5 separate regions of the Mus musculus genome follow, and all the other regions are linked to region 5. A link is a contact called in public HiChIP or PLAC-seq and promoter capture Hi-C data. All regions are on one chromosome and are shown on one strand. The core of a region is the stretch at or near the end of the contact, and the rest is flanking DNA. Distances in the headings are between cores, read along the strand shown. Region 1 holds the start of Foxa1 (forkhead box A1). Region 2 overlaps Slc25a21 (solute carrier family 25 (mitochondrial oxodicarboxylate carrier), member 21). Region 3 overlaps Slc25a21 (solute carrier family 25 (mitochondrial oxodicarboxylate carrier), member 21). Region 4 overlaps Slc25a21 (solute carrier family 25 (mitochondrial oxodicarboxylate carrier), member 21). Region 5 holds the start of Slc25a21 (solute carrier family 25 (mitochondrial oxodicarboxylate carrier), member 21).

What was found. Promoter capture Hi-C pulls out the DNA fragments that hold promoters and counts their contacts. HiChIP or PLAC-seq counts read pairs in DNA pulled down with a chosen protein or histone mark.
Region 1: a contact with region 5 is called in a promoter capture Hi-C map of embryonic stem cells. The contact joins the promoter of Foxa1 here to the promoter of Slc25a21 in region 5. A contact is called at or near these places in 12 of 39 promoter capture datasets (cranial neural crest, embryonic stem cells, frontonasal cranial neural crest and 6 more), 17 of 484 Hi-C or Micro-C datasets (the G1E-ER4 cell line, LSK cells, cerebral cortex and 6 more), 8 of 115 datasets of contacts at active chromatin or transcription factors (astrocytes, embryonic midbrain, embryonic stem cells and 2 more) and 3 of 9 other capture datasets (embryonic stem cells, liver and pancreatic islet).
Region 2: a contact with region 5 is called in a FOXA1 HiChIP or PLAC-seq map of pancreatic cancer cells. The contact joins the enhancer-like site here to the promoter of Slc25a21 in region 5. A contact is called at or near these places in 3 of 39 promoter capture datasets (liver, maxillary cranial neural crest and stem cell-derived epiblast-like cells), 2 of 484 Hi-C or Micro-C datasets (liver and uterus) and 2 of 115 datasets of contacts at active chromatin or transcription factors (pancreatic cancer cells and stem cell-derived neural progenitor cells).
Region 3: an H3K4me3 HiChIP or PLAC-seq map of stem cell-derived neural progenitor cells shows a contact between it and region 5, with 27 read pairs. The contact joins the enhancer-like site here to the promoter of Slc25a21 in region 5. A contact is called at or near these places in 6 of 39 promoter capture datasets (the 3T3-L1 cell line, embryonic stem cells, frontonasal cranial neural crest and 2 more) and 3 of 115 datasets of contacts at active chromatin or transcription factors (embryonic stem cells, pancreatic cancer cells and stem cell-derived neural progenitor cells).
Region 4: a contact with region 5 is called in an H3K4me3 HiChIP or PLAC-seq map of craniofacial prominence, with 5 times the contacts expected there. The contact joins the enhancer-like site here to the promoter of Slc25a21 in region 5. A contact is called at or near these places in 9 of 39 promoter capture datasets (the 3T3-L1 cell line, 3T3-L1-derived adipocytes, cranial neural crest and 5 more), 4 of 484 Hi-C or Micro-C datasets (embryonic stem cells and pre-hematopoietic stem cells) and 5 of 115 datasets of contacts at active chromatin or transcription factors (craniofacial prominence, embryonic basal ganglia, embryonic stem cells and 2 more).

Annotation. Positions count from the first base shown.
Region 1 is chr12:57,543,108-57,547,512 of GRCm38.p6, forward strand. It overlaps Foxa1 (forkhead box A1), which reads right to left and starts at 3,004. Exons shown (of 2, transcript NM_008259.4): 1 at 2,557-3,004; 2 at 1-253. The coding sequence starts at 2,628. It also overlaps a transcript of Ttc6 not described here.
Region 2 is chr12:56,904,427-56,908,715 of GRCm38.p6, forward strand. All of the region lies in intron 2 of Slc25a21 (solute carrier family 25 (mitochondrial oxodicarboxylate carrier), member 21), which reads right to left. Gm30001 (a long non-coding RNA gene) reads left to right here. Exons shown (of 4, transcript XR_003950118.1): 3 at 2,287-2,984; 4 at 3,457-3,555. Among named protein-coding and RNA genes, the nearest start is that of Gm30001, 8.8 kb to the left of the region's middle. Within about 2 kb of position 1,460, at least 15 of the 459 cell types and tissues checked have an H3K27ac peak or open chromatin away from gene starts, as enhancers often do. A contact at or near this core is called in pancreatic cancer cells, where this site is marked.
Region 3 is chr12:56,828,221-56,832,609 of GRCm38.p6, forward strand. The region is part of intron 3 of Slc25a21 (solute carrier family 25 (mitochondrial oxodicarboxylate carrier), member 21); the gene reads right to left. Among named protein-coding and RNA genes, the nearest start is that of Gm30001, 67 kb to the right of the region's middle. Within about 2 kb of position 1,486, at least 53 of the 459 cell types and tissues checked have an H3K27ac peak or open chromatin away from gene starts, as enhancers often do. A contact at or near this core is called in pancreatic cancer cells and stem cell-derived neural progenitor cells, where this site is marked.
Region 4 is chr12:56,716,020-56,720,232 of GRCm38.p6, forward strand. Slc25a21 (solute carrier family 25 (mitochondrial oxodicarboxylate carrier), member 21) reads right to left here. Exons shown (of 10, transcript NM_172577.3): 8 at 2,121-2,302; 9 at 1,219-1,271. Among named protein-coding and RNA genes, the nearest start is that of Gm46352, 12 kb to the left of the region's middle. RefSeq lists an enhancer at 1,243-3,738. Within about 2 kb of position 2,187, at least 13 of the 459 cell types and tissues checked have an H3K27ac peak or open chromatin away from gene starts, as enhancers often do. A contact at or near this core is called in craniofacial prominence and second pharyngeal arch cranial neural crest, where this site is marked.
Region 5 is chr12:57,194,392-57,198,723 of GRCm38.p6, forward strand. It overlaps Slc25a21 (solute carrier family 25 (mitochondrial oxodicarboxylate carrier), member 21), which reads right to left and starts at 3,081. Exons shown (of 10, transcript NM_172577.3): 1 at 2,482-3,081. The coding sequence starts at 2,548.

The sequences.
Region 1 (4,405 bases), core at 1,754-4,253, 350 kb after region 5:
TCAGCGCCGTACCCATGGCCGTGACGCCCGCCGCAGTCATGCTGTTCATGGCGCCTGCAGAGGCCCCTGGCATGCCAGCCACAGCACCGGGACTCAGGCCGGCCCCTAAGCCCGTGTTGGCGTAGGACATGTTGAAGGAAGCCGGGGTCATGTTGCCGCTCGTGGTCATGGTGTTCATGGTCATGTAGGTGTTCATGGAGTTCATAGAGCCCAGGCCGGAGTTCATGTTGCTGACAGGGACAGAGGAGTAGGCCTGGAGCGGAGACAGCGAGGGAAGAGGCCCCGAAGGGCGGGGTTAGTAGTGTGCCCCAGAGTTTGGCTGGCCCAGGGTGAGCCCGGGGCGAGCTAACAGCATTTCTGCAAAGCTCCGGAACTCCCCAGCCAGGGCAAACTGTTAGGCGCCTTTTCCTGACCACGCAAAGATGGCTTACATAGCGGGGGCGTGGGGGAGAATCCTAGCGCTGCAAGCAGGAAAGATTAATGCTCACAGAAAATATGTCCCCGGGAAGATGCATAATCGCCTTACAAGCCTGGATCAGGGGCTGGCTTTTAAGGTCCCTTCATTTCATCCACGGCAGGCTAGATCCAAGGATCCAATCCCAGACCAGCCTAGACAACTTGCCTTTTGGCCCGGTCAATTTTGAAATTCCGAAAATAGAATTTATGTCGGAGCCCCTGCTTCTTCACTTCACCCACACAGGCCTGCTTGAGTGATCAACCGGGTACCAGCTAGACACCCACCCTGTGGAGGGCTGGCAGGCACCGCTGATCGCACATCGGGATGCATCGTGCTGGCTGCTGTTAAACTCTCACCCATATTGGCCTATTTGTCAATATGACCCTCCCTCCGTCCCAATTACTCATCTCCCAGCAACTGGCTTTGTCTTAAGAGTTGGTGCCAAAGATGACTTTCTGTTATTATATTTAGAAATGTTTTCCACCTACTTGTAACAATGATAGTATTTTAAAAAAGAAGCAAACTTATCAGTTAAATAAAGTTCTGGGAAAAAAAATAAAATGAAAAAAAAAAAAAAGCTGCACACCAGAACAACGCGGTGCATACAATTAACTTTAGCGTGACTTTGCATGTATAGCTCTTCACGCTATACAAAACCTCGCGTTAATTCTGTTACCTGTTTGTAGTCCTCTGGCAATTGAAAACTTTGGTAACACAATTCACACACACACACACACACACACACACACACACACACACACACACACACACACCCTGTAACCGATAGTTGCTGCTGCTCACACCAAAGCCTAGGCTTTAGAGCTATAGTTCGGACCAACTTAAAATTCCCAAGTGAAACTCTACTTGCTTTCTCTTAATGCTATTCTGCTTCCTAATTCTCAGCTTTGAGATGTAAGAAAGCTCTTTCTATGGGGGTCTTCTCTGGTGGGCCGAGGTGATTGCATCAAAATTAAACTCCTGAAAGTGGTCTGAGCGCCTACTAAAAGTTATCGGTAAGCGAAATCTCCATCCGTAGCAGTCGAGATAATAACTAGGTGGCTAAAAAACAAGAGTCCTGACGTATAACTGCTTATTTGGTAATCTAACAGAAAATATTGACGTCCTTAAATTTATGTTCATCAGCAAATGTAACTCCATGTGAAACTATAAGAGATGAATAGATTTCAAAAAGAAGACTCAAAAAAGAGATGGTTCCCAAAGAAACACAGAAACGAATAAATAAATCGCCGCGAAGGTCTTTTCGGACTCTGTACTTTTCTGTACAGATCTTAAAGTACTTTGGGATTTATTTCTAGTCCTCTCTCCAAGATCGCACGAGGCTTTCTCGGTAAGCGCTTTCGATAACGGTAATTACACTTTTGAAGGTAATCGGCAGCTGTTTCTAGAAAATACTTTCAATAGGTAGTGGCCCTGCCTGTACCTGATTCTCCTCGCAATGCTTTTGTGCACAATGTAAAATAAACCCAGTGAACATGCCACCAAGGGGACAATGAAGAGAAACAGGTTCTTGGCCCCGAGTTCTGGAAAAAGATTCTGTTCGCACTAGCGCCACCCAGCGGTCCTAGAGACGAACGAATAGACACTTTTCTACAAATGGCTTTTGAAGAATTAAGTTTTATAAAATTTAGAAATCATTCTTTACGAAAAACTCCAACTTCTGCAACAGATCATTTTTATCCAAAGACGTCGGCTAATTACATGGTGTGACCGAGAGGCCTCCCGGTAAGCGAGCACCGACTCTCTCAGTTATTCTTTACTCAAGCCAGAGCCCGCCTGCCCGCCCGCGGCTCCCGGGGCTGGGCTCCAGCCCCGGCTCTCTAGCGGGCAAAGACAAGTGCTTCCCTTCCGGAGCCCGTGTTTTCAAAGCCCAGAGTTTCCCAAAACTCTCCGCTGGTTGCAAGCGCCAGGACCCAGCGGGCAGCGGGCTGATCGAGAGGTCGGGTGGGGGCCACACTGGAAGCCGCGCCTCGGGCGAGCCGCCCCCACCCCGCCCGCCCCAGTCCGGGCAGGAGCCCACCTCGCCTGAGTCTCCCCGGACACCGACTCTGGGGACGCCCCACCGCCTCCCCGCCTCTCACCTCCTGCGTGTCCGCGTAGTAGCTGTTCCAGTCGTTGCTCTCATGCCCTTCCATCTTCACAGTCCCTAACATCCTGGAGCCAGCCCGGCCGACACAACCATCCAACCCTGTGCGGAGCGACGGGCGGGTGCGCTGCTCGGGGCGGGGGAGGGGCGCGGAGCCGCTGCGGTCACCGGAGCGCTCGAGGGCCCAGCGCCACCCGGGCGAGGAGGAAGCCCGGCGCTGCGGGGCGCGGCGTGCGCGGCGGCGGCGGCGCGGCGCGGCGGGAGGGGGCAGCGCCGGGGACAGGAGGCGGCCGCGGAGCGCGGCGCCCGGCAGCGCCTCCGCGGGAAGTGAGCGGGCGGCCTGTGCGAAGCGAGTGCAGTTGAGCTGATGTGGATCTTACGTCGCCGGAGTGCCCACCTCCTCGTCCTCTCCCCATTTGTCCGCCGCACAAAGACGCTCGCACCTACAAAGCCCGAGGTGCACCTGTGAGGCGGCCGCCCGCCAGTCCAGCCGCCGCGCCTCCCGCCCCGCCGCGCCAGCGCCGCGCGCCCCCCGCGCCCCTCCCGCCATCCCCTCCCCCAAACCTGGCCCTCACTTTGTTTACAAAGCAGTATAATTGGTTTAAGCCTCGCGGCTAGGGAAAGAGGAAAATAGGGCGGGTGTGTGTGTGACCCCCTTTGGAAAAGGAAAAAAAGAGAAAGAAAAGAAAAGGAAAAAAAAGAAGAAAAGGAAAAATAGGCGGTGCCTTGGAGGACAGGCCAGGGCTCTGGACCCAAAGAGCTGTGCTGCGGGAGAAGGACCTGGGTGGTGGCATCAGAGCTACAGCGCAAGGATCGTGCTCGCTGAATGACCCCGAGTTCCCTCCTAGAGGTGCTCACCACCCCCTGGACCTTACTACGACTCCGCTCTTGGTCCACTTGGCTCCTTTGCTCCCCTCATCCTGATTCTTGACCCAAAGTTCAACCCTGGAAGACTACCCCTACTTCCCGGCCTTCGGGGCTTGGAGAGGGGAAAAGCCCCACTTTTGCCTCGTCACTAGAAACCCAGTCATCTGAGTCAGCCGAGCAAAGTGACGTTAGGCCGACCTGGGCTCCTGGCGAGCAGAACGGAGGCGCTGCCACGAAACTCGTACCTGCGGCTAAGAGCAGGTGAGTCACAGCACCGTTTTATATTTTTATGACATAACTTTTTTTTTCCGCCTCAGTCCACTCCACTCCCCTTGTCAACTGCAGCGATCAGAAAGAGGAAGAAACTGCGCGCAGATGTTTGTGTGATAAGGCAGGCGGATCCTAGTCAAGCCTGCCTCTCTGCCGGGCTCCTCCTCCTCCTCCTCCCCCCCTTCTACAGCCTCTGGGACCAAGCTAGAGGCGACCGTCTGGTTTCTGATAGAGAAAGGTCAGGGGGAGGGGACATCTTCCTAAACACCGGCATAAACTGGGAGTGTATGGGCCTGGGTGCTGGAACGCATCTGCCACGCTAAATGAGGTGCCAGCCTGAAGCTGGAGTCAGCCCACAGAGGTGCCTGGTCGTCTCTGAGCTGGAAGAGCAGGGCTAGGCTATCAGACTCTCAAAAGGTCCTGGGTAGATGGGGAAAATTCTCCCCCACTCAAAGTCTCTCGCTTTCTTCCAGTTCTTCATAGTTAGTGGCTTGCCCTCGTATCCAGCGGAAAGAGACTAACCAAAGAGATTAGGCTAGACAGAGTGTGTGATAGGTTTGGAGAAGGTGCTTACCCCCCCCCCCATTGACTGCAAGTGTTCGTGAAAATGTATACTACCTCGTGCATTTCGAAGTAAGTGTGACTGTGCGGCCCTTCCTGTGTGTTGCTCCAGTCTGTAGGTATACTAGATTTCCATTAGAAACAAT
Region 2 (4,289 bases), core at 210-2,709, 290 kb before region 5:
TATTTGGCTTTGGGTATCTGCATCTGTCTCAGCCAGCTGCTGGTAGAGTCTGTCAGAGGACAGCATAACATCACTAATAGTGTCAGGGATTAGTGCTTGCTCATGGGATGTGTCTCAAGTTGGGCCAGTCACTGGTTGGCCATTCCTTCAGTCTCTGCTCCATCTTTGTCCCTGAATTTATTTTAGACAGGACAAATTTTGAGTGAACAGTTTTGTAGGTGGGTTGGTGTCCCTATCCCTCCACTGAGGGGTCCTATCTGGCTACTACATATGCTCCACTATGTTCATAGCAGTTTTATTCTTAATAACCAGAAACTGGAAGCAACCCAGATGTCCCTGAGCTAAAGAATAGAAACAGAGCATGTGGTTCACTTAGACAATGGAATACTATTCAGCTCTTAAAAACAAGAATATCATGAATCTGTAGCTACCAAGGGTCAGGGATGAGGGGTAGGGGGAATCTCTAGGAAGTCCTAGAGACCTGGGATAGGGGAGGCTCCCAGGGGTCAGTGCGAGTGACCTTAGCTGAAATGCCCAACAGTGGAGATATGGAACCTGAAGGGCATGAAGGCCTCTAATTCCTACTTTCTAGGATTCAAAAGCTGTCTAGCCAAGTGGATGCTTGGCATCTTTTTACAGGATGCCTTTTTATAGCCATTCCATTTCCTTGGGAATCTTTGCATATTTGTCACTGTGTGATGACTGCAGAATATAACCCAGAGCCTAATTGAATGTAAACGCTTGCTTTTATTTATGAGGAAATTCTTCATAATGTCGTCTATAAGCTCCAACTTAGGCCTGGGGTCTGGGACTGCTTGGTTTTGGTCTCCAGCGCTTTTCATCAAATGTGAGGGAGCTGAACAGCAGGACAAGCTGCTAAGTGGGGACAGGACCATGCTGGAGCTGCTTCCTAAAGCACAGGCAGGGAGCAAGCCAGTAGCTCTGGGATGGAAAGGCCTTTTAGGCAGCACCATGGGAGTCTATTTAAACAGGTGACCTTGCAGAGAGAGGCTCCGGCTCCCATTACCAACTGCTGGTTGGCAGGCAGGCTTGTTTTTATGAGCTCTCAACGCGCACACAGCGGGGCCAGGCGTAAATATGGAGGGAACTTGCCGAGACCCTGCTCCTTTTCCATAAAATGGATAGAAAAGAAAACAATGAAGAGGCTTTGTGAGAATTATCACCCTCTCAGCAAATGACCAGTGAGCATCGTTCAATTAATGTTTTCCGTTGACTTTATCTGAGGGGGGAAAAGGCGCAGAATACCAGAGATTTCTTTCAACTGTTGGGATTCCCAGGGAATGGTGGAAGGAGGAAAACAGCTGCTTGTATAGCAGTTTAAGGGTCAAATGCTGCTCTGCCCGGTGCCTCTGACATCACTTAACTCTCCCCGGGAGAGGGGCACTAGCGTCATTCTCTGGGCTGGCCAGCAGCAGGCCTGAAGGTGGGTCCGCAGCAGCTCAGTCTTGTTTCTCCTGGAGACCTACAGGGTCAGAAACTGTGAGGGAGCATTGCAACTAAGACTCTAAGTCTTTGTTTGTATTGGCTTGAGAGAGAATTTTTTTCACAATTTATGAAAACACAATGTAGCCAGAAAGTTACAATGTAAATGTGAGTTTCAAACTTTGCTGTAGTCATAGGTTAATCGTTAGTCATTTGTGGTTGACAAGGGAGGTTATAATTTGACACCTGGCAAAAAATCAAGCCCATTTCAGAGAAGTTAGGAGCTGGGAAATGAGATGGAAAAACACCCTCCATTTCCCTAGGAGGTCCCATGAAAAAGCATTTAGCAAAATCTCTTCTCTCCCTAGAAGTCAATTCCTAGTGTTTCAGGGCTGCACTGTCTCCTCGTCACTAACGGCTGGACAAACTGCTGGACAGCTGCCTTCCCAGCCTAAGAGCCTTGTAAGAACCTGGCAAAGAATGCACAAGTGATCTTCTGGGAGTTGAAGGAAAGAGATAAATAACTTCTCAACTTGATATTTAAGCAAAGGGACCACCGAAATTTTCCATGTCAGTCCTGAAAATACATTTTGAAGCCTCATAGAGTCCTGGGAGAAAAGGCCTTCAGAATGACAGAGCCTTCATTCTCAGGTCCCCCTGGTTAGACTCCAGATTCCCTTTGCTCGCTCTAACCATTTTCTTTTGTGCTGTGAGATCAAAATATTGAACTCTGAGTTTGGTATTTTCTGAACCCTGACCTCTCACAGGTGTTCTGGCTCATTTCCTGCGAGTAATGTTTAATTTGGGAATGTTTCCTTCTCTTCTCCCATTCCCCTGCTACAGCTTGAAACCTGGAACACCCGCACACAAGACCCAGGCTATCTTCCTGTGCTGCACAGCAAACACCCCAGTGTGCTCTCTCGGAACTTGGCAAGCATCTGGACGGGACAGCTTTCCTATACACTGGGAAATCAAAATAGAAAGCACCAGCTTTTTGCCAATTCTGCAACCTGAGGACAAATTTCAGGGTCATTTTTTTTTCTTATTTAACTTAATCGTTTCCCTATTTCAGTACTAAAAATAAAGTCAAATAATTTACTTAGGTGTTCAATATATATTAAGGAAACAGAAACATTTTAGGACCAGATATCAGCAAAATCCCAAAACATGTTCCTAGATTACCCGTTCCAAAGCACAGGTTACGCTCTGCCTCAATATGAAGAGTAGAAAGCATAACTTCCATATATGATACATTGCTTGCTTCAGATTGGGCTGTTTCCTGCTTGATACTTCTGTAGTAATTCTGTTTGTTTTTTCAGAAAAAGCTTTTCCACATCATAGAAGAGGATGTGAGAATATCGTAAGGCCCATGTAGGAGATGCCTCAGTGATGTCCTATTGGCTGGACGGGAATGATGCATACATGCATGAAGAGGAGAAGTGACTGTGTGCGAAGGAAATACACAAAATCAAGTCAGCCAAAATCCTAATGTGGATGGGTGAAGGGCTCAGGAAGGCTAACCCCCACTCAAGACATTATTGGTAAATTATGACTACTGTGGAAGGAACGGGTTCTTTAATGGCTGATGTCCACTTATAAGTTGCTATGACATAGTTGAGGAAGTATTCTTGTAGGATAGTTAAGTGTCTTTTGGGTGTATACCCATGCTATAATACATAGATGCAAAGAAACTGGGTAATAAGGAGGGTTCCAAGGGAAGAAATGAGATTCTCACTCAGAAGGGGAAATAAAATACTCATCAGAGGTGAATGGAGAGAGGGAACTGGGTAAAAGAGGGGGTGAGGAGGATGACAGGGGTGGGGATCAGATGAGGGCGGCAGGAGAGGGCTGGGAGTGAGAATGAAAATCAGCTGGGGGGGTGTGGCATCTCCAGTATTAGCTGTAGACCTGGGATAAGGAGTCTCCCAGGAAACTATGGAGTCAAACCTAGTTGAGATTTCTACCAGCTAAGGATATGGAGACTGAAATGGCCACCTCCCCTCCCATGGCCAGGATGGACCTCCAGTGGATGGAGGAGGACATCAACCAACCCACAAAACCTTCAAGCCAAAATTTGTCCTGTCTACAAGATGAGCAGAGATAAAGATGGAGCAGAGATTGAGGAAACAGCCAACCAATGATTGCCCCAGTTGAGACCCATCCCATGTGAGAGAGCCAACCCCTGATACTATTAATGATTCTCTGCTATTCTTGCAGATAGGAGCCTAGCATAACTGTCTCCTGAGAGGCTCCATCCAACAAAGGATGGAAACAGATCCAGAGACACATAGCCAAACATCAGGCAGAGCTTGGGGAATCTTGTGGAAGAGTGAGAGATAGGATTGAGTGAGTCAGAGGGATCAAGGACACAAAAAGACTACAGACTCAAATAGCCTGGGCCCATGGGGGTTCACAGAGACTGAACCATCAACCAGAGAACATGCAAGGGCTGGGCTTATACCCTCTATACATTGGTAACAGATATACTGCTTGATCTTCATATGGGTCCTTTAACGATTGGAGTGAGGACTATCCCTGACTCTGTTGCCTGCCACTGGATTGAAATGGTTGGGCTTCAATGGGCATGTGCTTAGTCCTACTGGAACTCGATGTCTCAGGGCTGGGTGATCCCCAATGGACGTTTCCCCTTCCCCTCAGAAAAGGGTATGGGGTAATAGGAGGAAGGATTTGTAAGGGTGGAACCTGAGGAGAGGGGCGATGATGTTGAGATGTAAAATAAACAAACAAACAAATAATAAAAACAAAATGATCAGAGTATACTGTATGTATACATTTTTTTTCCTGTGAGAAAAATACCGCTCCAACAAGGAGTGTGAATTATCTTA
Region 3 (4,389 bases), core at 236-2,735, 370 kb before region 5:
CTACAGCCTGCCTTGGTGTGAGCGCTCATTCACCGTCTTCAGCTTGTGAAAACTCACTGAACTGCACACCCCTGTTTTACGCTGTACTTTAATACAAAGCCCTAGAAAGCAATTAGATTTTGTCCTTTGGTTTTGCAACAGAATGAAAGTCTTTTAATATAACTAGATAAGTATTCTCAGTGTGTGTGTATGTATGCGGGGGTGGGGGGAGTGGGTGTACTAGGAGTTATATTTTGGTCAGCAACTACCCTCTGAAAAGCATATGGCTAAAGTACTTACAGTTTTGCCAGTAGCATTCTGGTCCTGACAAGGATTGAGTAGGGTAATATCCTACACTCTAGGAGAGAGACCTTTAAGCAAGGGAAGTCACATGTATGAAATCTCCACCCAAACATGATCCTGTTGAAGAGGTTTTAAGAATCCTGTAAAATCCATGCTTCTAGCAGTATTTTTCTGATGGCTGAGAGCCTACGTTCTACACACCCAGCTCCCACTGTTTCCTGTTAAGGGGGGCAGACCACATTGAAGCCCACTATGAAGAGCCGCAGCACACCTCTACCCCATCTAACTGTTGGCCAAGTATTAAATAATTAGAAAAACCGGTTTGTAACCAGTCAATTTGCTAATAAACCATGAAATGTCTGAACTGCCTGAAATGATGGGCGCATGGAACGCCATTCTACCAGCAGCTCCCTGGAAACTCTGAAGTTGGTAGCATGAAGTGGCAACCTACACACACTTAAAACTTCATTCCCACACTTCTTCCATGAATTTTTGGTCTTTAAAACTCATCAGTTCAAAGCGCTCACTGCTGCTTTTCTGCGTACTTTCTCCCTTACTAAAATGCTTCTTTCTGCTCCCCACTCCCCCACGAGACTTGCCTTCCTCTAGGCCTCTCACATTCTAAAATGACGACTTATAATTGCCATTACTTCTCTCCGTCTGAGCCAAGTAAAACAAAACTATCAACTTCGGTGTGGTGAGATGGCTCAGTATGGAAAGGTGCTTGCAACAGATTCCCACGCAACCAGAAATCTCTAAGTCAGCTACTCGCTGAAAGAAAAGAAAGGTAGGATGCACATAGGAGGGAAAAGAAGACACCGATGGGCAAGCTGTTTTTGTTTTTGGCAATGTCTCTTAAGCAGAAAATATGAACAGAATAAGCAGAGGGTTCTTATGTCTGCAAAGCAAGGAAGTACGGATTAGGAAGCCAAACAGGCTACAGCCTCAATGAGGAATGGAAGCTTCCCATAATCCTTCACTCACACACCCCTCCCCCAAACGTCCCCTCCTCCCCAACATGAACAGCATGGTAGTCTCATACACTGTGTGCTATTTGCAGTCAGGAGTCCAGAAAGACAAGCCTAAGTGGATGATGAGCCCCACGCTAATGGAGCAAATGTTCTAAAGTTCCTTGTGTACATCCCCAGGGTCAAATTCAATCCTCAGGAATCCACGTGCAGTTTCCATGGAAACAAGTATAAACACCGAGCAAGGGGAGAATAGCTGCAGTCAGTCTTGTCCTCTGTATTGACACATGGCCTTTATTCTCTTCTGGCTTTATCTTTCAAATGGCAAGTTTTGGCTTGGCTCTATGTATACAGTAGAGTTTCATCCACTCACACATGCCTTTAAGAGACCCGGAGTTAAAATGTTCATTGTGAAGATCAGTAAAGATGTAGAAAACAATTTTTTTTTTTTTTTTTTTTTTTGGCAAAGGAAAGAAAGCAAAGCAAAGGAAAAGCAGCAAAGGAAAGAAGTTTGTGAGACACATTTAACCTACTGAGCTGTGAAAAGGATGCAGACTTGAAAATAGAATATGATACAAATTTAAAAGCACCACAGAAAGGAAGTGGTTAATAGGGATAAAGTTCTCAGTTAGTACACAATAAGGGGTGTGTGTGTGTGTGTGTGTGTGTGTGTGTGTGTGTGTGTGAAGTCTATAAGATACAATGTAGACAGTGACCACATACAGTCAAGGACATGTGCTTGGAACATTAACAGAGGAGTAGAAATAAGTATTAAAGCATTTCCTCGTTAGCAAGTGCACTTTTTCATTTCTCTGCAAAGGTACTTTTATTTCCTTAAAACAATAAAAGAGAAAAGTTAGTCCTCATTTTATAATAACATTTAATAAGTGAATTGCCATGAGTCTTTTAATTAGATTTCAACCCTATTATGTCATATGCTTTCCCCAGATTAAAACAAGATTAGAAAATATAATTATGCAATGAATCAAAAATGTAGCTGCAGAGCTGTTTACTGACAGGGTTATAAAGACTCTAGGAAAATGAGAGTCATGTCTAAGGAATAAAAATTAAAAGTTTGCTCTGTTAGTCACTCAGTACATATGTGAAACTGACTCAAAATCAACAATATAAAATTAGCCATTTCGAAGTTTACTTTGGTGTGTTTTTCTGAATGCACTTCATTTGTTCTTATCATACGCTCTTTGTTTCTTATCTGGTGCCACTTGGGAATCCTAGTGAAAAAATCTCATTTAGTGTGACTCTGTCAATGATAGGGAAATGAGAAATGTTTTAGGTCACCCTAACAAGACTATAGCTATTATGATAATCTTAGAGATGGAGTTTTTTTTTAATAATTTTAAATTGCTCTTTCTGCCACAGGGATTAGAAATCACTGTCTAGTTTGAAGTGCTGCCGAGTAGTACACGTCTTTAGCATACTTGTGACCTTGTCCTGAGATCATAAGGACCCTAAATGCCCTGATCCATAGAGTCAGGTTTAAACAGTAAGTACACCAACCTAAGAGTAGAGTGTTGCCCAGGGCATGGTCTTCTTATACTACCTGAGTCAACTTCAAAACCCAGCATCCTGAGGTGAGAGTGCTGTATGCCTGTGTGTGACAACTCTGAGAGCTTAACAGATTCCAGCAAAGCCCTACATACATCCTATAGAAAGTGAAAAATAAAATGCCAGTCCCTTGTACTTGGATATTTTTGTTTGGCCTTAAAGAAAGGATAGATTTGTAACAAGTTTTGTAAAACCTCCAAGATTTCTGATCACAGAAGCTCGAAGCTGAGGAAATTTATTGCTAAAACTGGGACCGGTATGGATCTGAGATGGACTGTGGAGCTATGTATCAAACACTTGTGCCTTTCACACCCCTACTGGGGATTATCAGTTCTTGTTGCCAGGATGACTGGCAGGAGGTGTCAGTTTGTCCAGATGACTGTCAGCAACCTAAAGAAAGAACTGGGGGTCAAATCCTCAGAGGGGAACTGACATATCAGTGCCTTGAGCTGTGTCTGAAAGCAACAGACACTTCACAAAGATGAGCTGGGGACAGGGGCGGTTTAGAATTCTTCTGAAGCTATACACCTGTACTCAAAATGCTCACACTGTGGTAGTCACAGGAAGTGTAATAGACATGACATCTGCATGAGAGATAAGGTGCAGACCTTAGCACAAGAGAGATCACTGGGTCCATAGGCTCCTGAGTCAGCTGGCTCCCAAGAATCAACAGATGGTCCATCCTTTCGTCTCAGCTCCAAACTTTGTCTCTGTAACTCCTTCCATGGGTGTTTTGTTCCCAATTCTAAGAAGGGGCAAAGTGTCCACACTTTGGTCTTTAATCTGGGGATCCATCCCAAAATCAGCCTCCAAATGATGACACCATTGCACATACACTAGCAACATTTTACTGAAAGGACCCAGATATAGCTCTCTCTTGTGAGGCTATGCCCGGGCCTGGCAAACACAGAAGTGGATGCTCACAGTCAGCTATTGGATGGATCACAGGGCCACCAATGGAGGAGCTAGAGAAAGTAACCAAGGAGGTAAAGGGAACTGCAACCCTATAGGTGGAACAACAATGTGAACTAACCAGTACCCCCAGAGCTCGTGTCTCTAGCTGCATATGTATCAGAAGATGGCCTAGTCAGCCATCACTGGAAAGAGAGGCCCATTGGTCTGGCAAACTTTATATGCCTCAGTACAGGGGAATGCCAGGGCCAAAAAGTGGGAGAGGGTGGGTAGGGGAGGGTATGGGGGACTTTTGGGATAGTACTGGAAATATAAATGAAGAAAATACCTAAAAAAAAAAAGTAAATGAGACCAAAACCTTAAAAAGAAAGAATCAACAGATCGACTTCATAGGAACAAAAGGAAATTCCATGTACTCCTTAATTGCCAGCTAATTAGTAATTCCTTCATGTTAAGGCAATTAAAATGTAGCAGTTATCACTATCATGGCACGATGCAGAAAAGATTCAAGAATAAGTTTCATCTACTAAAGAATGTATTACATGTTCTACTTTGTAAATAAAAAGATAATATGTCATTTTCTTTCTTTTTTTTCCAGGACCAAATCTAGTGTTAAACAGCATCATCATTGTAATACAGTTTAATTTAACAAATAGCTATT
Region 4 (4,213 bases), core at 937-3,436, 480 kb before region 5:
TAGCTACATTCTCCCCACTCTTTTGAGAAGCTGGTTTAGGGCTTTGTCCTGTGATTCTTCATTAACATTAGGCCTACTATCCAGTCTTGACTGTCTGGTGAGAGAAAAGTACAGTATTCCTGATGCTTTATTCCTGCATTGGCTTTGACACGTGGGCTGATGATTAAGTGGAGGCAGGCTTAGATCTCACATATTTAAAGGCTCTCAGAGGCTGGGGTAATAGATGGAGATGCGTGGGGTGATTTTTGAATACACAAAAGTGTGAACTGTTCTCCAGCTTCATTTCCTATACTCCCTTAGCTACGGTGGGAACACAGGCTAGTTTTCCAGGTTTAGATGTGAGTATAGACATCTATGTGTGAGCCCCGGGGGTACATCAGTGTTAAAACTGAGGAATGGCAAAGAGAGAAGAGAGTGTCCCAGAGAAGATTACCAGGATGTCTACGGACGGGCACATGATCTGGTTTTAAAAAAAAAACAAAAAAACGTGTGTGTGGTCTAGAACATATGTTCATACTTAATCATAGGGTGGCTTGTAATCCAGATCTATTTGCCCAGGCAGTTGAGTCTCCAGCCGCTATTTTCTTATCTATTTACATAGAGGCAGCTGCCTTTCCCTGTGGAGGGTGACAGGCTTTTTTTTTTTTTCTTTCTTTTTTCTCCCTGTGTCTCCTGTCCTCAGATAGGTCCCCAAGCCAGGATTTTCCATTACCAAACTGAGGGAGGCTGGGATAAGTGAGTGGCCTTGAACAGCTTCACTCCACAGAAGTGACTGGGAATGAAGCTCAGGGACCCGTTGATGCTCAGGGAAGTAATTTCTCTTCCTTTTATCTGTTGGAAATGAAGGGGAGGCAGAAGCGAGGCTGGCGCCCAAGGGAGAGTTTTATCAACTCGTTTCTCTGTGAAATCCTCCACTTAGCCAGAAACTATTGTGTATACTTTAGAGTTTACCCCGGTATGTGTGGACCTTTTCCTATTGACTTAAGCTTGGCATTAGCTCTCATTGGCTTACAGCAAAGCCATAGATGGCATTTATGAACAAAGATGGAGTGTTTCTGATGGATGCTTGCAGTATCTTGAACAGGTGACTTTATATCCTCAACGTTTCATCCCCTCCCTGTATGGTAAACTCCTGTGGTATTTCAGATCTACACAGGGAACAGTAGAGACACTAGTACAGTAAAGGAGGAAGGACATAAGTAGTGAGGTCATTGTTACCTGGTCCAAGTCTCATCACCTTAGGGACCAGGCCTTTGTATAAGGCTAAAATCCTGTAACAGAAAAGAGAAAGCATTTCTTATTCTGGAAATAGGTAGTATCTCTCCATTTGCCAAGAAGCCGCTTGAAATGACCCCCACCCCCAACCTAACAGTATCTGGCTCGGTATTTGCTGTGCCAAATTGAATGAAGGACAGAGTTAATCACTCTTTATTACAGGCTGTGTTGGTCTTGTCCAATCAGAAACTTGACTTTCATCAGTGAGATGGTTCTTGCTTTCAAGACAGCTGTGTATATGGGCAAAATGACTTTTGTAATTGAATTTAAAAGACCACAAGCCAAGTCTTCACATTAGGAAATATGATGCAGTTTAGATCAAAATAATAAAGTATCACTTGTTTACTGGAGAATATTGGTGGAAAAGGGAGGGAGAGAAGAGACAGAAACTAAAACTTAGGAAAAAAGATCAGAAAAGGGCAAAGACTTAAAAGTTTAAGAATCCAGATTTTAGAATGCTCATATTTAATTCTCTTAGGAGGACATAATTAAGACAATACTTTGATTAGATTTTTAGTCGGAAGACAAGTATTCTGCCTGCATGCCAAAAGGACATATACAATAACATCATGCTAAACATGCTAAAGAGTTTATTTGAGCATTCTCAGGCAAATACTCAGCATATTATATAATCGTGCCTCTCTGCACGATCAGGCTGGTGGGAGGACACTGCCAATGTCTCATTATTGTGTGGCCTTGCAAAGCTTGTCATTTGTTCCACAGACTTCCTTAGACATAAGGCCAGCCTCTGAAGGCTTACTGGCTCTCATCAAAACAGACAAGTGTGAGAGAGTGGTTTAACAATCCTTGACCCTTGCATACTTATTAAAGCAAGGATCTGTTACCCTTCTTCCCGGTAGATCATCTCCATTGTTTTGAAGCAGCTTCGGTACTTGATCTCTCCAGGAACTGGCTGGGGCCCTTGGATCCGACTCTTTGCAACATCAAAGGGGATGTTAAACACTGAGCCCATTGTCCCTGAGACAAAACCAATCCCAAATTTTCTCAAAAACTCCAAGGTTGGATCCTAAAAGAAAAGGATAAAACAACAGAAGGGGAAGTGGAAGCTCTTAAATTGGTTAAACACTGTAAAGTGAGAAGTATGTGAGCAGAGAGAGCATCGCCCGCCCGCCCCATCGCCCCATAGCCCCATCGCCCTCCCGCCCCATCGCTCGCCCGGCACCCTCCTGTTATTCCAGCCGAGCACATTAGGATTTCCTAGGCTGGAACTTGTTTTCTTGACAATCCCATTGGCTATGTTTTTACACATGGTCTAAATTGCTGAAGTACACATTTCCTCACACAGGATTTATAAACACAGTTCATAAAGAAAGACTGGTACGGCATATGGGGATGATTTGTATAATTGGGCTTCACAATGTACTTAGTATTACTGTATCAAAACAGGAGAAATCCAAGCACACTATTAGCTAATTGGCCAGAATATTTTACAAATGACAGCAACTTCCACCATGAAGCCTACTAAAACGCTCATGTGTGCGGACCCCGAATGTTAAATTAAATCAAGGCTACTCCTGGTCTGCTGCTATTCCCCTCCAGATTTTTTGCATTTATTTTCACGTGTAGCTTGATCCACTGTACTGAGAAGTGCTAGCTTCCTGTTATTAACAAACCGACTTGGGGCGGCTGCAAAACAGCCTGTGACATTCTGTGCATTAGAAACAGTAGTAAGTCACTGGGCTAATTGGCTCAAGAATTTACAACCCATTGTTCCTGAATCTTACTCTTCCTTCATGGAAGTATTGAAAAGGAGAAAAGGGGTCAGGAAGGAATGGAAGAGAGAGAGAGAGAGAGAGAGAGAGAGAGAGAGAGAGAGAGAGAGAGAGGAAGGAGGAGGAGGAGGAGAAAGAGGAGGAGGAGGAGGAGGAGAAAGAGAAAGAGAAGGAAGAGGAGAAGGAAACTATTTTTTTTCCATGTGAGTTGGTGGGACTTGACTTTCCAATCCTCCTTGCCCTGCTTTCTGACATCAAAGGATTTAATTAGATCTTACATGGGAGTCACTTTCCTTGGGTCTATTTTTGTGGCCAGAGAACTTGCATTACTCTTTGTTATAATGAATTTGCTGGGAAGTTCTCATTATGTTTGCAGCCTTAGTTTTTGCCCTGAAAGGACGCTGTATCAGATACTATGAGTGGCTGACCCTGACAGCCGCCCCATGCCACCTTCCTCTGACTCTTGTAATCCATATTTCAGAGTCATTGTCACCCTGGAGCCACAGGTCCTGCGCTTACGTCTTTTCTTTTTCTTTCTAATCTAGCAGAAGTAAAGTGCGTATGTTTGTGAATATCCATTCTTGGATAAGAAAATGGCGGGGGAGAGGGATGGGAATGGAGACGTTCTTACTTATAGCGAGGTTTGAGCACTATATGATTCTAGCTTCCATGGGAGAAGAAATATTTCTGTAGGGCCCTAAATTCTCAGCTAAACCAGGGGTCACAATCACTGAAGTGCCTGTGAGGTTAAATATAAAAACCAAGAGCAAGGGATTAGGTAATACTGCTTGGATGTGGGCCATACAGGTGCCAGGGGTTTTAAAGGGATTTAAAAATCAACAGGGTGTTTCTGCAGGAGAAACAATGCTGGGACCTCGAACGGCTGAGCTGTGTTTAAATAATTCTCCATCCCTAGTCTTTGCCTTTTACAAGGAGAGAAGAATGCCTTGATGCTGCCCTGCATTGCTATACAGAAGCACCTGAGCTCCTGAGGGGGCAAAGTTAGCACCTGCTCAAGTTGTCTGAGCAAGGATGAGTCATTAAACCCCTTAGAGCACAGTGCACCGGGTGGGGGTGGGGGGTCCTTAACGGCTACATCATTCATGCCCTTGATCATTTTCCGAGAAGCGATGGTGCATGCCCAGTGTTCTGAATGCTATGTAAGACTGGCAGAACGCAGAGTGCTAGAGTGAACCATGCTTTCT
Region 5 (4,332 bases), core at 1,831-4,330:
TTGATAGAGGTGGGTTCCTATTTGGGTAAATTTGAGTCTATTACTAGGATTTTGAACTAAAAATAAAAATGTAAGTTCCCCCACCCCTGTCCCCAGGAAGATCATTCAAGAGCATGAATACTTGGAAGCTGTTGGAAACCAAATTCTAATACATGGAAGGAAAACCACAAAGCAACAGTTAATTGTGAGAGAGAAAACAAAAAACAAAAACCTTCTCCAGTCCCTAAGAGCACATAGTGAAATATCTCTGTCAAATTGGCACCCTTACCCCCTTGTACATCTCCACAGAAGGCAGTTGGCATGGCACACCAGGCTGCTTGGCAGAATGCCAAAGAGATTTCTCTTTGTCAAAGGAAGATAAGGGCTAGAGAAATAATTCAGTGGTTCAGATCTTTCGGAGAACCAAACTTCCATTCCTACTTGGTGTCTCACAGCTGTCTGTAACTCTAGTTCCAGAGGTTCTATCACCCTCTTGTGGCCTCCCTGGGGACTAGACACACACAGTCCTGCCTTGAGGGACACTGACATAGACAGGATGAAGAGACGTTGCATCCTGCTTTCTAGTTGAGTGTTCTAATTGCTCAATGGAATGAATGACACTAGACCCCGAATACCATGAGACACTTTTATCTTTCCGACAAACCACTCCCATTTCTTTACTTTTTTTCCTTAAGAGAACTTTCTTTTAGAGGCCTTTGCAACCTGAAGACCATTATAATTCACAGAAAGAGACATGTTAGCACCAGTAATCAGAAGTCTAGTATTAGAGATCCAAATACACCCGAGTTTTAAAAAAACTCTACTTTTTCTTTCTGGCCCTTGCTCTAGTAAGTCTAATAGGTTCAGCCTACATTACTACAGTTTCAATAAATTTAATTTTTATTAATATGCTTTTAAAGGCCAAGTAGAAGAAAATATGACCGCAAGGTGATGAAAGTATTTATTATCCTTCTTACCTATCAACAGTGCCACAATGTAAACTATATGAATCGACCAGCCAATTTTAAATTTATCTTATAAATGGCTTAACATTTAGCTATGCTAACTGATTAATTCCATTTACATTAATAATGATACACGAGCCCGGCATGGTGGCACACGCCTTTAATCCCAGCACTCGGGAGGCAGAGGCAGGTAGATTTCTGATTTCGAGGCCAGCCTGGTCTACAAAGTGAGTTCCGGGACAGCCAGGGCAATACAGAGAAACCCTGTCTCGAAAAACCAAAATAAATAAATAAATAAATAAATAAATAAATAATAATAATAATGATGATGATGATGATGATGATGATGATGATACATGATGGCATAAATGCATCTGTGCCAAATATTTATCCAGAAATATGCAGCATAAACAGGATTAGAGTCTGATTTATTTTTTAACAGTCTTTGAGTATAACTGTGACTATACATGTTGTGATTATACAAACCAACAGAGATACCTGTAAGTCACTGGGCACAGCCTGGGATGTTAAGCAACTTTGCTTTCCCTATGGTCAAGCATATATATATATATATATATATATATATATATATATATATATATATATTTCATTTTCATAACTGTATCTTGTTAAAGTACGCAAATTATGTGACATATCTGGATGCTTTTGATACCCCAGAGATGCAGCTAGTTCATGACATAAAACTACTCAGAGTTTGAAGCACTCCATTATTTAAAAGTTCATATTTTCTTGAAAGTAAATGTTACTAAGTATATATTGAGTATCTTTTAGTCAACTTTAATACTATTTCATTGTTATAATAATTTATTAAAATAACAAAACTTATGAACTGTTACAGCCTAATATTAAAAATATTAAAAATTAGGCATACGCATAATTTAATGGCGAGCAACTTCTTCCAAGTTGCACAGTAATTATTACCAAGCTGGCTTTAACAGATCTTTTTGTAAAGTCTCTCCCACATCATAGCTCTCCACAGATTAATGTGAGTCCATTACATCAAAGGTGTTTACATTTGTTAGCACGAGCGTTTAATTTTAATATATTTATGGCGTGCATAGATCCCCAAGAAGCGCAGTAAAAAGAATCCCTGCGAAGAGAGCTATGCTAAGATCCTCTTTAGCTTGGGCCTTGGAAGAAACTTGCTAAGAAACTTAAGTAAGACCGAACTGGAACTGAATCCTTTTTTGTGTAAAATAGCTGTCAAAGCGAAGAAAAGGACGGGAGGGGGAAGCTTTCTCAAAGTCACAGTAAGTTTCAGGGACTGGCGAATCCTTTCATGCTCCATTCTAGGAACAGAGAACCCCCGGGGACCCTAGAGCAGAGCAGCTAGTGGGGACTGCACCCAAAAGAGCCGCCGCCGGCTGCTCGGCTCTTCGCAGAGGAGTCAGAGTAGAAGATTTAGGAGGACGCACTCGCACACAAAACTTCGGTTGGAAGGCGAGCCTGGGGGACAGTTGTCGGGTGGTGCGGCGGAGGAGCGGCGGGCGCGCGGGGAGCGAGCGGACAGCCTTACCTGCAGACCCTCCGGCCGCGACCTGCCTGGAGGTCTCGTGCAGTAAGCTGACGTTGGAGGCCGACATCTTCGCGACCAGGGGACCGGGTGACCAAGTTGCCCGAGCGAGCTCCTCTGAAGGCCGCCGCCGATGGAGACCGGGCCCCGTCGGTCCTGGGGCTGAACTCTTCCCGGTGTGGCTGCGATCCAGCTAAAGGCGGCGGTTCGGGCACCGAGTCGCCGCGAGGTTGGCGGAGGGGGTCCGAACTTGCCCAGCGCTGCCTAAGGCTGCCCTTTCCACCGGGGCACCGGAGGGGGAACACTGACAACTGGGGGCTGGGTAGACTTGACCTAGCTCGGTGGGTCAGGCTCGAGCTTCAAGATAGGGGCTTATGAATTTGCCTATCGAGACCTACTGCGGAGTTTGTTTAGCTGGCTGCTTATCTAAGGGCTGCCTTAGCTAGCTGCGACTGTGATGTAGCCGCGGGTGACCCTTGCCCTCCAGGCAGGCTAAAATACGGTACTATTCAAAAGAAGGGATAGTGAGGAAATTCCTCCAAGTTAGTCAACCAGAAATTGAAGGCCACAGCAACTAGATCAGAGCAGATCTGACTTACAAAGTGCAGTAACTGTGCGGGGGAAGTGGTTTTGGACTTTTATTTCATGCATAATAAACTGAGTTTTACTTACTGAAAACCATAAAGGACTTGTTATTCAAGTGTCCTGTGCCCAGTTCACAGGGTCACCACGCTGCGCACAATATGACAGACTTGTCAGAAAGCCGAGTTCTTTGGGCTTAGGGCCTAGAAACCTGTTTTAAGCAGTTCTCTGTTAGGAACAGTAGGTAGACATGAAAGAGGAGCACCAATAACCTGCTTATTTCTTTCTACAAAATGTGGAATTAACTCACACTAGCTCTTTAGAATCACTGACAAAACAAAAGTACCAGTTAGTGCCTGTTAGTGAACCACAAGGTGCAAACTGCAGTATAAGAGAAACACAGGAGTCAGATATTTAGAACGCTCACCACACCCCTGACAGGCCGGAGATGATAAGAGAAAGTACTGTGGAAACCCCGCTGCTGTTATTTCTAAAACGTAGTGTTTAATGCATATATTCTGGGCCATATAAACTGCCGTTGTTCTCTGTCAAAAACATGGGTATGTGCAATTTAAAATAATACAATGTCAAATCAAATATACGAAATGAATACTTATATCTTATTTTCATTCTTTGAGCTATTAAATGTCGGTGGTAGTGAGCTGGGGAGATGGCTCAGTCAGTAAAGTGCTTGCCATGCAAGCCTAAGGACCAAAATCCAGTTTCCCTGCACATGTAAGACAGTATTAGTCTGGGTCTGTAATCCTAGCGCTGAGAATGCAAAGATAGGCACATCCCTGGAGCTGTCTGGTTGGTGAGGTCTAGCCAAACAGTTCAGTTCAGTTATAGGTCTTGTCTCCAAAGGTAAAATGGAGAACAACTGAAGATCCCCAACAGTAACCTCTAGCTACCAAACACTCCTGTTGCATGTATCTGCTGACATACATACACACACACACACACATACCACCACATGTATACACACATGCACACACACACACCACATATACACATGCATACATACCACATGTACAGACACACACCCCACATGGACACACACATGAACACACACACATCTCCCACATGGACACACACACCCCACATAGACACACACATACACACACCACATGTATGCATATACCACATGGATACACACTCCACATGTAGACACACACACACATACCATATGTACAGACACACACACCACATGTACACACAGTTATGTGCCTGTACCACCTGACTAGGAAAGTTACATACCATGAGGAATTGGGT